Linked DNA regions of Mus musculus: region 1 is linked to region 2. The links are chromatin contacts, called in public promoter capture Hi-C maps. All regions are on one chromosome and are shown on one strand. The core of a region is the stretch at or near the end of the contact, and the rest is flanking DNA. Distances in the headings are between cores, read along the strand shown.

The links. Promoter capture Hi-C pulls out the DNA fragments that hold promoters and counts their contacts.
Region 1: a promoter capture Hi-C map of pre-B cells shows a contact between it and region 2. The contact joins two enhancer-like sites. A contact is called at or near these places in 2 of 39 promoter capture datasets (cranial neural crest and pre-B cells).

What each region holds. Positions count from the first base shown.
Region 1 is chr7:78,710,207-78,714,408 of GRCm38.p6, reverse strand. It overlaps E430016F16Rik (RIKEN cDNA E430016F16 gene), which reads left to right. Exons shown (of 11, transcript NR_015542.2): 2 at 128-308; 3 at 1,883-2,190; 4 at 3,410-3,467. Among named protein-coding and RNA genes, the nearest start is that of E430016F16Rik, 5.9 kb to the left of the region's middle. Within about 2 kb of position 1,663, at least 6 of the 459 cell types and tissues checked have an H3K27ac peak or open chromatin away from gene starts, as enhancers often do. A contact at or near this core is called in pre-B cells, where this site is marked.
Region 2 is chr7:75,667,745-75,672,023 of GRCm38.p6, reverse strand. The region is part of intron 10 of Akap13 (A kinase (PRKA) anchor protein 13); the gene reads right to left. Among named protein-coding and RNA genes, the nearest start is that of AU020206, 110 kb to the left of the region's middle. Within about 2 kb of position 2,338, at least 106 of the 459 cell types and tissues checked have an H3K27ac peak or open chromatin away from gene starts, as enhancers often do. A contact at or near this core is called in pre-B cells, where this site is marked.

The DNA.
Region 1 (4,202 bases), core at 414-2,913, 3.0 Mb before region 2:
GAAGTAACCCCAATAAAACTCATTAGTGCACCATGTTGGAATTTGGTGGCATCTATACTTTGATCTGTCCTCATTTCTCTGTCTGAGGTAAATAGAGGTATTTGTTTATGTCTTTTTATAATACTAGGATCACAGTTCTCTACTTCCAGCAGTCCTGACAGAGTGTGAGGGAGACTGTACAAAGAGGTCTGGATACCCACCTTCTGTGTTTTTGACTTTGGAAGTTGGATTAGAAGAGCCATGAAGTATTCTCCAGCTTTGGTACCTTGTGCTTTCAGGGAGAGTCAGCATCACCTCTCTGTTCCCAGGTAGCTAAAGTTTTCATGGCAAAAATGTGTTCATTCTAAGGGGCAGAGCAGAGGTTAGAACATTCCACTGCTGACATTCAACCCCCATGGTCCTAGATGTGATTGGTAGCTTTGAACTAAGAAGGGGCCTAGCTCTTACCTTGCCACTTTCCCTTCTATCAGTTCATACAAAGTTGGCTTGTTGGGAATCCCTTTTCTAAGCATTTTGGACCTCTTACCATTTTGCAGTTTCTTTATCTAGTAAATATTGATTAATCACACACTCCAGGCACCTAAAAACCAGTCACTGAGCCCCAAGCAGCTACAGATACACAAACCAATAAAATCCTTGTGCCACAACAGGTGCCTAATGGACAGACATGTGTTCAGGGTCCCAGGTGGCATCCTTGGGGATGCCACTGGAGGAGCAGATAGGGCCAATTCCAGGGTTCTTTGCCAAGGAAATGTATTTAACTCTGAACCTAGTGCCTCTATGCCTGTATATAACTGTTCCTTGTCTGGCAGAATCCTATAATCTCACCATTCAGTTTAAGGTTCTGATTTGGGGTGTAAAACCCTCTCTGTTATCAAGGTAGCTTATCCTAACCCTCTGGGCTATCCCTAGCAAGCAGTTGCTGTGCTGTCGGGAAACTCCCTCCTCTCTAGTGAAGTGTTTTTACCTCCTTTCTCCTTGGCCTAACACAATCTTGCTTTTGAGAGTCCCCTTGGGAGAAGAGAGCCAAGGAGCTTGGCAGTTTAAAAGCCCTGTAATTGCACTGTTGGTTTCTAGCAGAACCCTGGGCTTCCCAAGTTAAAGAAAGTTTACAAGGCCTCAAAAACAGCTCAAGTGCCAGTGGGCTTTGGAGATACTGTCCAGAGCAGGAGTGGGGGAGGAGGAGAAGGGGGAATAAAGATGCTTTATGTAACATCTTTAGGAGTCTCTAATCACTCTTCTCTAATGCCAGGAGAGGAGGCCTACCCAGACTTTAGGACAAGAGGTTTTAGGGATAGGATATTTAAAATAAATAGTAAAGTAAATTCTCTGGGGTTTGTGGATCTTCTTAGCTCAGTCAAAACTGTTTTCTATGTGTTTGCTGCGTGGTCCTTGTTCTAGGGGACAGGGTTACATCTCTGAGCCAATCAGGTCAAGTCCTTTCCATAGCTAAGCTTTTGCCAACCATTGGGTGATACAAATGAAGCACATAGATGAATGCATATATGGAATATGTCAGAAAGTAAGACATTGGAAAAAAGAATAAAGCAAAGTTGAAATGAAGTGAAGTGAAAACAAGTAAAGATGATGGTTAGGGTATCCCAGGGAGACTTTGTAGGAAGGAAACTTGTCCAGGAAGCCACAGAGAGGAAGGAATGAAGTAAAGAGTTGAGGGAGGGAGGGAAGGAAGGGGTGGAGCCCCAGGTTGCAAATGTGCTTTGCCTGTTCAAAGAATAGCTTCAGGCTTGGTGAGACTGGGGTTGGACATTAGGTGTGAGAGAAAGTGGGCGAAAGCAATGGGTTGGGGGAAGTCTGGACCTGATCCTGGGGGGCTTTGTGAAACAGGGGTAACAGTGAAGCCATGCCCCCTCTCTTCTTGCAGAACTGTAAAAGGGAGGCCAGAGGCTGAGAGCAAGGTGTGTTGGATTGGGAGAACTACTGGGAAGAACATGAAGAAGGCAGAGCAAAAGAAGAGGAAGCAATCCATGGTTATTTCAAAGAGAGGCAGAAATTTCTAGAAAAAACATGCCAGGGTTTCTGGTCAGCACTGAAGACCCTTTGAAGCTTGAAGTATTGAACTGAAAGGAACACAATAAATACAGTGATGCTTTTCTCTTTTAAGTGGCTAAGATGGGCCGGCCATGGTGTTAGGCAGTTTGTGGAGAGACATGGAAACATTGCTGTCCTCAGGTAGGCACCCTGTCCATTGTAAAGAGAACCAAGCCAAGCTTACAAGTAACAACAGACCAGACCAGTAGGAGGTCCTTCAGGGAAGAGGTGAGAGCATTTGTGAGCGGTGGGAGGGGCAGGGAACCCCAGCTATCCCCTCAAAGACATTAGAGTTGAAGACAAGTTGCCAAAGCTCCCTGAAATAGAAGTTTTCTATGTCCTGAAATAAGGATAATCCTTCAAATCCAATGAGACTTCAGTGGTGATCAAATAGGGAGGCAGCAGTGAGTTCTGAGTGGAGAAGGAATGTGACAAATGACAGCCACTGCAGCTGTGATTTAGGATGAGGGTTGGCAAATTAGGGCCCACAGGTCAAATTAGTTTCACGTCTATTTTTTCGTGGACTATGAGTTGAAGTTTTTTGTTTTTTGTTTTTTTACAACTTTCAATGCTTTGATGAAAATCCAAAAGAGGAATAATATTTCATGAAACATCAAAACTGCATGAAATTCAAATTTTAATGCCCATAAGTAAAGTTTTATTGAAACTTAGCTATGCTCTTTTGCTGACATGCTGTCTCTGGCTGCTTTTGCTCCACAACTGTAGAGTTTACTGTTTAGTTGTCACACAGACTGTATGCCCCAGAAAGCTTGGAATATTTACTGTATGGTCTTTTATTGAAAAAGTCTGCCAACCTCTAATTTAGTGGAAGGACGGAGCAAGCCAAAGGAGCACTGAGAACAATTTGCTTAGAGCCCAGTCTTGGTGCTGCTTGAGACGGTATGGTTGACCTCAAGTGAAGTCTTGAGGGAGGAGTAAGGTGAGCCTTAGTACTGAGGGAAATACTGGGGGCAAAGTGAACCCCAGGACCACAGACAGAGCTTCTGTGGAAGAGTAGTTTCTGCTGGGATCCAGGTTCTCGTTCTGTAGCAGAGCAAGAGAGGTGGAGGTGGGCAGTACTCTCCAGCAGTCCTTCCCAGATAAGGGCTATGCCTGAGCTTGGGTCCTTGACCTCGTTGCCTGGGAAACCAGATACATTAACCTTTAAAGAAAGATCTTAAGAGATAGGCAAAAAATCAGGGCCGGAGAATCTTTAGAGGAAAAGAGATAGTCAATGATGTTTTCAACTGGAGTCCCCATTTCCATGGTTGATGGTCCCTTTCTTTGGAGTTGTCTGCCTTTTCTTTCCTTTAGCAGCTCTGGCTGATGAGCTGATCTCTGACATTCCTCAACCCTCCAGATGTATCCGTGCTCTCCACTCTGCAGAAGACCCTGACTCTAGCCCCAAGGACACTGAGGTACCTTACCTGAACTCCCTTCAGCCTCTTGGTCTTTGTTTCTTTTCCATGGTTTCTTCATACTGCCCTCAAGGAAGAAAGGCCCAGACCAAGCCTTCCGCTGTGCTTTGATCTCTTCCCTTCTCAGTGCCCCCAGGCTCTTGCTATGTTGTTACGTGTCTTTCTTGTGTTCTCAGCCTTGTGTCCACTGGCATTTTCCCGGTTCCTCTTGTTGCGAAGGCGACTAATATTTAATGAGTTCCTATTATGGGCCAGCAGTCTACTAGGTGATTGTATATGCTGTTTCATTTGATTCTGACAACTGCCCTGAGGTAGGGTATTAGTCAGTCCTTTTAGTCACCACTGAAAGAGATCCAACTCACACTAGTTGAAACTGAAGAGGAAACTTATTGACTTTCATCATTGGGCAGTTCACCCATGAAATTCAGACATGGATAGACCCAGGCCCTTAACTGATGTCCTCAAGATCCTCTCAGGGTTTCACTCCTCTTATTCTGAATTGGCTTCCTTCTCAAATAGGTATGTAGTGTCAGAGATGGCTATAAATAGCCTTAGACTTGATTTTAACTTTTGTACTAATTCCTAAAGAAGGACATTCAACCACTTTCTGATTGAATTCAAGTCCTGCTCCAGATGGTACCCACTCTGGTACACCATTATTGGGCCAATAACCTTAGACAGGTCATAGTCCCTAAGGGAGAACATACTTCTCTTATTCTGTATTCTGTTAAATGG
Region 2 (4,279 bases), core at 1,089-3,588:
AGCTGTATATGTAGCAGAAGATAGCCTAGTCGGCCATCAGTGGAAAGAGAGGCCCATTGGTCGTGCAAACTTTATATGCCTCAGTACAGGGGAATGCCAGGGCCAAGAAGTGGGAGTGGGTGGGTAGGGGAGTGGGGGGGAGGGGAGGGTATGGGGGACTTTTGGGGTAGAATTGGAAATGTAAATGAAGAAAATACCTAATTAAAATAAAATTAAAAATGTATTGGTTTAATAAAAATATTGAATGCCAAAAGAAAAAAAGAAATATAATACTGAGAGATGTCTTAATCTTGAAAATAAAAGCCCCAAATTACAAATCTTTAAAGCAAAACATGAAGACAGGGAGCAGAGAAGCAACTGGGAAGGACACACAAAGCAGTAAGCTGAGTAAGAATCTATTAAATTATACTTCATCAAATTAGAAATCTTAGCTAACCAAGACATTTTTACATAAATGAATAGGCAAATGGTATAAGAGAAGGTGTTTGCAAATCATGGATCTAATAAAGGAACAGTATCCAGGATATATATCATCCACTCCTCGGTAGCAACAAATAACCCAATTATTTTAATGGGCAAAGATATGAACAGATGCTCTATACAGGAAGACACACGAGTTGCCAATGGACAAGTGAAAATCTGTTTAATATCACTAGTTGTCAGGAAATACAAATCAAAACCATAATGAGATAATACTGCATGGATACCAGAAACAGTAACAGTGGAAACAACTGTTTGTTACTAAGGATGTAGAATAACTGAGATTCTCATACATCACTAGTGAGAATACGAGAGAGAGAGAGAGAGAGAGAGAGAGAGAGAGAGAGAGAGAGAGAGAGAGAGAGACACACGGCCAGTCTGTGAGACAGCTTGTCTCTTGGATGACTACAAATTCCAAACCTCACTCCCAGGGCTGTAAAGGAGAAACACTATTCTTCAGATTTATATGCCATCTATGTGACATTATATATGCCATTTATATGAGAATCTCAATCAGAGAAAAATCTTTGATGGGGAATATTTTTTGTTCCTTCTGATGGGTTGGTCATTGAGAAGGGATGCCTTGTAAAGAGACTTTCCATGGTTATACTTATATAGCCTATGTGTTCATGCAGCTCCAGGTTACAAAGGTAGTGGGTGTGTTTATCAAAAACGACCAAGCTAGGTGGTGGTGGTGCGCGTGGTTAATTTGAGCACTCGGAAGGTAGAAGAAGGCAGATTTTGAGGTCAGCCTTGTCTACAGAACAAGTTCCAGAACAGTCTGGTCTACCCAGAAAAACCCTGCCTTAAAAAGCCGACTGACTAACCAACCAACCAACCAACCATCAACCAAAGCCAGACAGTGGCAGTGCATGCCTTTAATTCCAGCACTTCTAGCAACTAGAGGCGGAGGAAGCAGGTGAATCTCTGTGAGTTCTAAGACAGACTTGTCTACAGAGCAGATTCTAGTATAGGCTACACAAAATGGCTCTGTCTTGAAAAACCAGAAACAAATGAATTTTTAGGGTTTATATACACAAGTTATACATATATTTATATATAGTGTGTCTCCCTCAAATTCATCAACCTTAGAAGAATACTGATTCTAAGAATTTACACCTGTGTACGGAAATATCTGTAATTTGTTTTGAAATCTATCATCAAGTTTAGGAAGATGGGGTAAAGAGAACACACTTATGTAGTAAGTAAACATAATAAAAATGATGGCGGCTGGAAGATAAATGGATGGGTGCTCTGTGCAAAATTCAACAGTCCTTTTTTTTTTCCTGTACTTTTATAACAGTATTTAGGGGGAAATACCTGTTTAGTTCTCTTAGAAAGTTATACTATCTATATCTGTATCTATAGAAAGATAAACACTATATTGCTAAACACAACAAAGACAAAACTACCACAAATTTTATACAGTTACTATAGCTAAAGGAATCATGTTTAATACTGCCAATAAATAGCCTTTCATTTATTCAGCTAGTATTTATTATTTATATTATACATAAGACATACTACTGCCTTGAAAAACAACTAATATTTTAAACACTCACGACATGCCCCAAGTCATGTTATGTTTTTATGTATTCTACCTAAGAATCTTAAGTCCTGAATCAGTTATTATTTTATGATTACATACTTTCTTTCTCAGATAGTTCCAAAAAGAATTGCAGGATTTCATCTCAGTTTAAAAACAAAGTATAAATTTATGCTGCTGATCTAAAAATGACCCTAGGAACAGGCAAATATTTGTAAGAATAAACATAAAGCCCTCAACACTCACCAAAGAGTCACATTTCCCAGGAGGCTCGTGTTGTTACTGAGACCTCGGAAGGGCTAAAGATAAATCCATGGCTACAGGAAGTGAGCTAACGCACCACTCACAGTTCACAGGAAAGCATGTGGCAATGGCTCGCCTAAAGATTCCCTCCAAACCCCAGAAGACTGAAAGAGAAGAACTTAAGGCCCTGGGAAGACACCAAGTAACTGACGCTGCACAGCACACACTGTAAGAATGACTTTAGGAAAGCAGAATCGAGGGTCTGTCTACCAGCTGGTTTTTAGAGCCATGCTGAAGAAACTGAAAGTAAAGCAACAAGATAGGGAAGAGATGTTAAGAGTCAGGCCTCGATGCAAATCTTAGTTTTTCTCAGTCACTCAGTTATTTTACACAAAATTGTTTACCAGTTGTCTTAGGGTTTCTATTGCTTTGATAGAATATCATGACCGAAAGGAACTTGGGGAGAAAAGACTTTATTTTACTCTATATCTGTATGACAGTCCAACACTGAGAGAAGTCAAGGTGGGAACTCAAAACAGGGCAGGGACCCAGAGACAGGAGCAGATACAGAGGCCATGGAAGAGGCCTACAGGCTCTGCTCAACACGGCTTGCTCAGACTGCCTTCTTACACCAAGGATTGCCAGCCCAGGAGTGGCCCCACCTACAGTGAGCTGGGCCCTACCCCATCAATCACCAATCAAGAAAATGAAGAATTGTCTTAGCCACTCTGGAACCCTTCTATCCCATCCCTCCCCCCCCCTTTCCTCTAAGAGGGCGCTCCCCCACTCCCACCCTGGAAAAATATGGAACACTTCACAAATCCTTCTGCAGGGGCCATGCTAATCTTCTCTATTCAAATGACTCTAGTCTGGATCAAGTTGACATAAAAGTAGCCAGCACACCAATCAAAACCTCTGTTACTTGTATGGTATGAGGGACAAAAAAAAAAAAAAAATCTGGTTGCTGGACTTATGAAATGAGATAAACATATATAGAAATATTCAGGTGAATGAGTGACTTGTCAATATTATTAAGTAGGCTTTAATTTTATCAACACTAGGAAACTCAGTTATTCCAAGGACTCTTGGTCATCCCCACCCCCACCCTGACCTGGTCCCAGGCCATCTGGACATTCCCACGCACTCATGAGGAGGTGAAAGTTCATTCACCCTGCCTGGCTTTTCTCTAAAGCACTGAAGAGTTTACAATGTAGGTGGAAGTTTGTCTGAGTTACAGGCTTCAGCTTTAAAAACAGTTGTTGTCTATTCTCCCTGGGAAAAAATGTGCAGTATCTAGCAAAGGTCCTTTTTATAAATTTTCTTCTGCACAGAGAGGGTGTAATACCAGTAACAAACTGTTCACATGCTATATATCTAAGAGATAGGCAAGCAAGTATTTCCTGAAGGAAAATTATTCAACTTAAAAAACAGAAGTTAAGCTGGAGAGACGGCTCAGCAGTTAGTTAAGAATGTCTGTTGCTCTTCCTAAGAACCTAAGTCCATTTCTCAGAATGAATGTTGGTAGCTTATACAATATGTAATGCCAGCTCTAAGGGACTCAACGCCTGCTTCTGCCTCCATGCGCACCCCCAGACACATACTTAAACATAAAAATAAATCTAAAAAATCTTTTTACTATTAGTTAGACAAGCACACATAATTGCTTGATAATTTTAAAACTATTTATTATGCAGCTCCAGGCATTATGAGCTAACTTTAGGGCTAGAATCTTTAACCTGACTTCTCCATGAGCAGTGAGGCCCATATCCCTCCTAAAAGTGTAATTTAAAAAATGCATTTGTGATGGGTTTAGGAACAGAAGGAAGGGAAAGAGCGAGGAAGGCAGGCAGGTAAAACAAAAAAAACATTGGTTTTTCTCTTCCTATATAGCTTTAAAGGCAAATCTTCCCTTCTTCAATCCTGTGAGACTTGGCTGAATTTCTACATCCAGCTCACAGTCCTTCTACCCTAGCCTCCTGAGTGCTGGGTCACAGGCATGTGACACCGTGC